Linked DNA regions of Mus musculus: region 2 is linked to region 1. The links are chromatin contacts, called in public HiChIP or PLAC-seq maps. All regions are on one chromosome and are shown on one strand. Each heading gives the region's core, a stretch centred on a gene start, on an enhancer-like site or on the middle of the called end of the contact. The rest is flanking DNA. Distances are from core to core; before and after follow the strand shown. Region 1 holds the start of Clec2d (C-type lectin domain family 2, member d). Region 2 has its middle 28 kb from the start of Gm26160.

Region 1 (4,360 bases), core at 526-3,025:
GTTTGCTGCAAGGAACCTGATATAGCTGTCTCTTGTGAGACTAGGCCGGGGCCTAGCAAACACATAAGTGGATGCTCTCAGTCAGCTATTGGATGGATCACAGGGCCCCCAATGGAGGAGCTAGAGAAAGTATCCAAGGAGCTAAAGAGATCTGCAACCCTGTAGGTGCAACATTATGAACTAACCAGTACCCCGGAGCTCTTGACTCTAGCTGCATATGTATCAAAAGATGGCCTGGTCGGCCATCACTGGAAAGAGAGGCCCATTGGACACGCAAACTTTATATGCCCCAGTACAGGGGAATGCCAGGGCCAAAAAAATGGGAATGGGTGGGTAGGAAAGTGGGGGGCAGGGTGTGGGGGACTTTTGGGCTAGCATTGGAAATATAATTGAGGAAAATATGTAATAAAAAAAAGAGTTGACAGCTTTCTTTCAAAACTTTAACCAAGACAAATTAATAAGTAAGTTACAGTTGTATTTTTTCAAAGGAGATGGACTCAGGGCTTAAAAGCTCTTGCCACATAATCCTGACCATCTGGCCTGGATCACAGGAGAACAGGGCAGCAGGAGAGGACAGACTCCTACACATATGCTGTGGCATAGATATGCCCCGCTCAAGAAATAAAGTAGTTTTTTAATGGGCCAAATGGGTAACTCTCCAGTGTTTCAAATAGTTGAATGTGACTATTGGATATAAATATTTATTACGCAGTAAAATCTGTTTGGTTTTTTTGATCTCCCCAGGGTTCTCTGTTTCCCAGAACTGTTGCAGGCCTGTGATAAGAAAGGGTAAGAGGTTCAAAGCTGTTAAAAACAATGAATTCATGAAATTCTTAGACAAATGGATGGATCTGGAGGATATCATCTTGAGTAAGGTAACCCAATCAGGAAAGAACACACATGATATGCACTCACTGGTAAGTGGACATTAGCCCAGAAGCTCAGAATCCTTTTTAGAAGGGGGAACAAAATACCCATGGAAGGAGTTACAGAGACAAAGTTTGGAGCAGAGCCTGAAGGAAGAGACTGCCAGAGACTGCCCCACTTGGGGATCCATTCCATAAACAACCACCAAACCCAGACACTAGGCAGATGCCAACAAGAGCCTGCTATAGCTGTCTCCTGAGGGCCTTTGTCAGTGCCTGGCAGATACAGAAGTAGATGCTCACAGTCATTCATTGGACAGAGCACAAAGTCCCCAATGAAGGAGCTAGAGAAAGTACCCAGGGAGCTAAAGGGATCTGCAACCCTATAGGTGGAACATCATTATGAACTAACCAGTACCCCAGAGCTCTTGACTCTAGCTGCATATGTATCAAAAGATGGCCTAGTCGGCCATCACTGTAAAGAGAGGCCCATTGGACTTGCAAACTTTATATGCCCCAGTACAGGAGAACGCCAGGGCCAAAAGTGGGAATGGGTGGGCAGGGGAGTGGGGGGGGGAGGGTATGGGGGACTTTTGGAATAGCATTGGAAATGTAAATGAGGAAAATACCTAATAAAAAATATTAAAAAAAAAAAAAAAAGAAAATCCCTGTGACCTCAGTAAGGTCAGCTTGAATTATGTTTCTAAATCAGAGTGTGCTGAAAGAGAAACGAAACACAAAGTAAACCAGAAGCAAACAGGAAAGTCAGTCTCCAGATGGCGCCAGTGTGGCTCCTGACCTTGAAATGCGTTTCCCAATGAGATTTTGTTAGGCCCTGAGCCAACCAAGCGTGTGTGTATGTACAGAAAGGAGGAGCTACAGGATTAGCTAAATACTGAAACCTCCCCACGTATTTGTGCCTCTCAGCTTTCAAGTTTCAATCCTGTAGTGGAAACTCAGCTCCTCAGCTCTGAGATGTGTGTCACAAAGGCTTCCCTACCTATGCTTAGTCCCACAGGCAGCCCGCAGGAGGTAGAAGTGGGTAAGTATTCAATAGTATTTGAACCAATGGGAGGGGCAGAGAGGAGTTTCAAACAGGGCAGGAAGGCAAAAGAGTTGAACCTTGAACAAAAGATTAAGAACAGAAGGGCGTCTGTGAGCCCGTCACTGTGGGTCTGCAGAGCAGGAGAATGCAGTCGGGATTAGCTATGAGGTTGTTACATTAGTTATTCTATCGGAGCATACAATACTCGAATAGTTCTCAGGCAAGAGAAATGAGCAGCGAGTCACCTTCTAACTGCCAGAGCTGTAGCCACAGCGTTCTCGCTTTGTACTTAGCTTGCTAGTCCACTCTTCCCAGGGATCTGGTAAGTTACAGTCTGGTGGATTACATCAAATTGCTGTAGTAAACGTTTGCTTTAAGTCCCTGAGTGAAGGAAACTCAGACAACAGCTTTGCAATGTGCATAGTGGCAGAAGTTGCCTGGGAAGCTTGGAGCTTGTGTTTTGCAGATCCATTGTAATTAAAATAGAATTGTAAGGGGGTGGCTTGGGGTGGGGTGGGGGTGGGGGGCGCTGAACCTACTCAGGACCAAATCCTTTCTGTTTTGAGCTCTTGATAAGTTACAGAAAAAGAATATAATGGGGTTTCCTACTTAATTCTTCAGAAAGGAAGCAAAATTGTGTTTCTTGTGTTTCAAACTGTCTATGCTCCATTATATTGTGTTCCTTTATTTTCCTTTTCCCCCTCATTCCTGTTTCTTCACATTAATTTTTTTTTTTTTAATTTGTGGAAAGACTACTGAATTTTGAGAAAGTAAGATTGACATCTATCAAAATACAAAATTCCCAACAAATGCTAATGTTTATCACTTAAACCAAGTATTCTGAAATAATAATAATAATAATAATAATAATAAATTATAATAAATTATTATTACTGAGGATGATGATGACTGACTGACTGATTGATTGATTGATTGATTCTTTGGCAAAGTCTCATACTTTACCCCAAGCTGGCCTGGAACTCCTGCTCCCTCTGCCTCAGCAGGGTTGACTTTTTAAAATCAAATACACAAATATTTAGCCATTGGAAACATTTCCTGAGAATGTGGAGCTTCTGTCTCAAGTGCAGCTGTTGCATAGCTAGCTGCAGGCATTTTGAAGCCTGTCTTGTGAATGTGGAGCTCCTGTCTCAAGTGCAGCTGTTGTATAACTAGCTGCAGGCATTACACAACTTCACTCCTTTGAAGCAGTAGCTTGTTTTATCATTGAAACAGTTTTTAAGTAAGCTAAAAACCAGGCCAGCAATACTTCATTTCTTTGGGTTTTTTGAGAGATCATTTCCAACATTACTTTTAAATAAAGACAGGAAAGTTATGTTCAAATTGTGCTATGGAACACATTCGAATTTAGAAGGAGATCTGTGTGTATACAGCAAAATTCCTGTTTACATATTAGAAGGAAACAGACAGTATCAGAATTATACTGGTGTAAACACAGAGGATTATCTGTAAATCTTACTCTTAATATCATATAAGAAATGCTGGTGTAGAACTCTAAATAAATAAAATTACCATTCTGAGTTTTTGAAATGCCCAATAACCATAAATGTGTTCCTTTAATTCCTAACTTGTTAAGAGTTCTTGTTATTTTAGACTAATATTATTTTTTTCACATGATTTTGGTAAGCTTGTTAAAATGCTCCCATATTTTTATCCATTAGTTATGTCAGTGTGTTCTATTACATTTATGTGCCTTTATTAATTTATTTACTGACTAGGTTCTCTGAGACTGATCCTTACATAGTCCAGGTTGAGTTCAAACTTCTAATGTAGCCAAGGCTAGTCTTGTACTCCTGACTCCAGCTTCTGCCTCCCTAGCACTGGAAATATAAAAGTGTACCAACCTGTTTGTCTCGTTGACTGGAGCAGGAGTTACACAGGTGGTTATGAGGTGCCCCTTTAGGAGCTGAGATTTAGGAGCTAACTCCTGTCCTCTAGAAGAGCAACAATTGATCTTAACTCCTCAGCCATCTCTGCAGCCTCCTGCTGATCCCAGTCTGTCCCCATCCTTGGCACTCAGTGTTATTCTCAGTCCTAGCCAGTCTATTCTTAGGGAGCAAAATCTATGAATAGCTTGGATGTTGTTTGCTTTCAGCCTGATCTTCACTCTTTCTGTTTCTTGTTTCTTCATTGGCCCTTTGTTCAATGACTGGAAGACTCCATGTTTCCCTTTCATCTAGTCTTCTGTGAGCATTAGACATCATTTATAAACCAGGACCTTCTGTGAAGGGGTTTGCAATGGGTGAATACAAGCCAAATCTACAGATAATTCTTTTTCTTTAAATGTTTTTTGAGATTGGTGTTCTCATATTTATATTTTCAGGTAAAATTCTCCAAGGAAAAAGGCACGGAACCATCTCCCCTGAGTCTTGTGCTAAGCTTTACTGCTACTATGGAGTGATCATGGTCCTCACTGTAGCTGTAATTGCTC
Region 2 (4,360 bases), core at 520-3,019, 35 kb before region 1:
TTTACTGGCCCTTTAAGTTGGAAATCTTTCTTCTCATCTATACCTATTATCCTTAGGTTTGGTCTTCCTAGTGTGTCCTGGATTTCTGGATGTTTTGGATTAGGATCTTTTTACATTTCACATTTTTTTGATTGTTATGTCAATGTTTTCTATGGTATCTTCTGCACCTGAGATTCTTTCTTCTATCTCTTGTATTCTGTTTGTGATGCTTGCATCTATGGTTCCTGACTCCTTTCCTAAGTTTTCTATCTCCAGAGTTGTCTTCCTTTGTGATTTCTTCATTGTTTCTACTTCCATTTTTAGATCCTGGATGGTTTTGTTCAATTCCTTCACCTTTTGATTGTGTTTCCCAGTAATTCTTTAAGTGATTTTTTTGTTTTCCTCTTTAAGGGCTTCTAGCTGTTTAACCTGTGTTCTCCTGTATTTCTTTAAGTGAGTTATGCCCTTCTTAAAGTCCTCTATCATCATTATGAGAAGTGATTTTAGATCTGAATCTTGCTTCTCATGTGTAATGGTGTATCCACAACTTGCTAAGGTGGGAGAGTTGGGTTGTGATGATTCCAAGTAACCTTGGTTTCTGTTGCTTCTATTCTTTTTTTTTTTTTTTTTTTTTTTTGAGATTTCACGTGCTTTCATGTTTATGGATATCAGAGAAATGTGTTCTCTTCATCTTTCCCAGTGGAGGCAAGTACAAAATAAAAGCGGGGGTGTGGGGGTGTGTGAGGGGAACCCAACACACTTATTAAAAAACAGTTATTTCAGATAAGTTAAAATCCTATAATCAGGACAGCCACAATTCCAGTCACTCTGGTGCAAAGTGTAGATATCTCAAGTGCTCTCTGCCCTTGATATATCTGTGCTGTATATATATCTGTGCTGTATAGCCTGTACTTCCTGTAATCCTAGTTGAGTCAGAACTCCTCAGAGTCCAGCTTTCTCTGTGATTCTGTGATCCTGTGATCCTGAGATTCTGGGTGTTTCAGAGTTCTTGGCAGTTAAGCTTCCTCTGAGACCTTGGGATCCTAGTGTGACCAAGCATCTGGGATTCTGGGATCCTATATTTCCGTGGAAGTGGAGAGTGGGGAGTCCTCTGGGGATCATGGGACTATCCACCCAGTTCACCCAAAAGGTAGCCTGGCTCTCCATTTCACTGAGTCTTAAGTGAGTTGTAAGACCCTCACACTGGCTTTCCCTCACTTTGTAATAATGTTGTATGTATACACCCCTTCTTTATTGGAACTCACAGCCATCAGATTGCAGCCACTGCCATGTAATTGCTAGCACCTGGTACAATTCCACTCTCATCAAACACTTTAAGGAAATCTTTGCTTTTCTTCTTCTTTTTCACTTGTGATATGAGAATGTCTGACTTGGGGGCATTTGTAGTCCTTGCTTTAAGGATCTAGGTGTGAAAATCTTTGGAGGAATTAGTATATCCCATAGTTCCAAGTCTTCCACTCCCTGTTGCTCTGACAGACAAAATCCTTAGCTTGAACATTGCTACATCCGTGTGGATCTTCAGGACAATTGTAACAGACATGTGTGGCTCCTTCCTCATTGCTTTTCCTATTGTGTCAGACATTATTGTTTTGTTTTAACACTACATTTATGTTATTATTTCCACACTTCACAGCTTCCTTCATAACATGGATATATCAGGAGGATGTTATAGTTCAATTCATCTCAAATAGCACCAGAAACTTACACATATTTAATTTGTACAATGTGGCATAGAATAATTCCTGGAACTGGGGAGGGGTGGAATCCATGAAGTTTTAATTGAAGATTTAGTGTTTTGTTTACCCTGGGGCCTGAAGAAGTAACTCAAAGCAGATGGTTAAAGGGAGAAAAACAAAAAGTCCAGATTAGATCATCTGTTACATCTTCTGTTTCAAAGATGAAATCCTGTAAACTGTGCGGCCTTAATGGACACAGCGTTTAATAGAGAGACACCCTCAGCTGCAAGTGTGGGTGTATGTGGACTCAGAGAGTAGAGCATTCACCATAGATTTCCTGGTGTTCATTTAGCCTCACAGAACTTAGAGTCTGTCACTGATCACAGTTCCCATCTCCTGCCTACAAAGAACACATCAAGAGTCTATGGTAATGTAAAGACACTTAGGTCCCCCCATCTTTCCCCTCAGGTAAATGGTGCTATTTCTCCTTTTGAAACTTGTATATATTCTAGATATAAGCCTCTTTAGATATATTATAATTTTAACTGATTGCTTTGGGATGGTGAGATGATTTCTCAAGTAAAAGTACTTGCTGCAGACACCTGACAACTGGAGTGCAATTTTTAATACCTTTGCTGGAAAGAGAATCACCTCCTGAAAGTTGTTCTCTGATCTCAACACCTAGTGTGGCAATCATGTACCCTCATGCACACATGCACACACACACACACACACACACACACACACACACACATACATATACACACCTACAGCCACACATTTGCTGTCACAAATACATACTCATACACACACACACACACACACACACACACACACACACACACACACACACACTAATTAGAAACCTGTGGCTTTTTAGCAGTGGTTCTGTTGGTGGTGATGGTGTAGGACACCTTGCTTGCAGATATCCACAGCTTCAGAGATAAAAAGCTTACACATTGCCTGGTACAGAACAGACTTTCTGGCTCAGTTCTACTGCAGTTGCACCCCTAGAATCTAGCATTTGGCAAAATCAGCCCTCTTTTCTGCCAGAGAGTTTAGTAATCTTAGTGAAATAATGTGCAAGACTGAGGTAATACTCAAGAGGATAACATGACATGAACAGTATGAAAAGGGACCAGAAACTGAGGTAGAAAATGTGTCAAATTGTCCTGAGATAGCACTGAACTCTGTGACCCATACGGACTTACTAATATCAATAACACGGTACCATTTTCAATTTGATATCATCCCTGTATTTTGAAAGCTATGTGATTATCAATATTAAATTATGCTTGTTTAGGAAGTATTAAAGTTAAAATCAGGAAAATATCTTGAGTCATTAGCTTCATCTTCACATCAGGGTCAAGAGTAAGTGGAGGCTTTTACACTGCTAGGAGGATCTAAGTGAGCCAGCATGATAGAAAGAAGCATGTTTCCTTCTGCTGTGTTCCTGCTTAGCAAAAGTAGGGGAGGAGCTTGTTGAAATGGAAGTAAAATATGCAGTTTGAGAAAAACTATGAGATTTCCTCAACACTACTGTTCATGATCCCTAATCAAGAGGCTAGAAAATTTGTCTATCCTCATTGTGATTATGATCCTACAGATATCTGCTTGAATGGAGAAGCTAAAGGACAAAATTAGTAGAATAAAGCCAATGTGGTGTGTGACCCAGTAGTGAAAGAACTGAACCAAGCTGAACCAACTGAACCAACCCATTCTCTAGATGGCTCAAACTGTGGGAAATTCCCAGCATAAGGATTAGATATCTCAGCAAACAAACAAACAAACAAACAAACAAGCAAACACAGAAAGTGGAACATGGGCAGTGACCTGCTTTGTGACCAAATGACAAAATGTTTGCTTTGATAGTAGGATGGATAAAATGTATACAGAGCTCATTCATTCATTCAGAGATATAACCACCTACTATGTGTCAATATTTCTCTAGATGATAAAGATCACTAGATGCTCCTGCCTTGATGATAATGGACTGAACCTCTGAAACTGTAATCCAGCTCCAACTAAATATTGTCTTTATAAGAGTTGCCTTGGGGACTCCGCCGAACTTAGGAAATTAGTCTGAACAGGTGAGAGGGTGCACTACAGAACTGAACAGCTTCTGGGATAGGCAGAGCCACAGAGCCGCTGAGGCAGCACCCTTTTCAGGCTGCAGACAGCCGGCCACCCTCCCGACCAGAGGACAGGTGTCCACCTGGCTCGGAAGCCCTCTGTCTCAGGAGCAGCGGGCGCCATCTTGGTTCCGGGACTCCGCTGAACTTAGGAACTTAGTCTGCACAGGTGAGAGTGTGCACCACAGAAGCTGACAGCTTCTGGGACCTGCCAAAGCAACACAGCTTCTGGGAAAGGTCCTGTTTTGGGCCTTCTTCTTCGGCCAGGAGGAGGTCCAAACACAAGATATCTGTGCACCTTCCCTGTAAGAGGAGAGCTTGCCAGCAGAGAGTGCTCTGAGCACTGAAACTCAGAGGAGAGAGTCTGTCTCCCAGGTCTGCTGATAGACGGTAACAGAATCACCAGAAGAACAATTTCTAAACAGAGTCAACTATAACAACTAACTCCAGAGATTACCAGATGGCGAAAGGTAAACGTAGGAATCTTACTAACAGGAACCAAGACCACTCACCATCATCAGAACCCAGCACTCCCACTTCACCCAGTCCAGG

Evidence for each region. HiChIP or PLAC-seq counts read pairs in DNA pulled down with a chosen protein or histone mark.
Region 2: an H3K27ac HiChIP or PLAC-seq map of heart atrium shows a contact between it and region 1, with 14 read pairs. The contact joins the enhancer-like site here to the promoter of Clec2d in region 1. A contact is called at or near these places in 4 of 39 promoter capture datasets (the 3T3-L1 cell line, the C10 cell line and liver), 1 of 15 datasets of contacts at CTCF or cohesin (CD8 T cells) and 1 of 115 datasets of contacts at active chromatin or transcription factors (heart atrium).

The regions. Positions count from the first base shown.
Region 1 is chr6:129,178,840-129,183,199 of GRCm38.p6, forward strand. It overlaps Clec2d (C-type lectin domain family 2, member d), which reads left to right and starts at 1,776. Exons shown (of 5, transcript NM_053109.3): 1 at 1,776-1,908; 2 at 4,253-4,360. The coding sequence starts at 1,842.
Region 2 is chr6:129,144,287-129,148,646 of GRCm38.p6, forward strand. No RefSeq gene overlaps it. Among named protein-coding and RNA genes, the nearest start is that of Gm26160, 28 kb to the right of the region's middle. Within about 2 kb of position 1,770, at least 15 of the 459 cell types and tissues checked have an H3K27ac peak or open chromatin away from gene starts, as enhancers often do.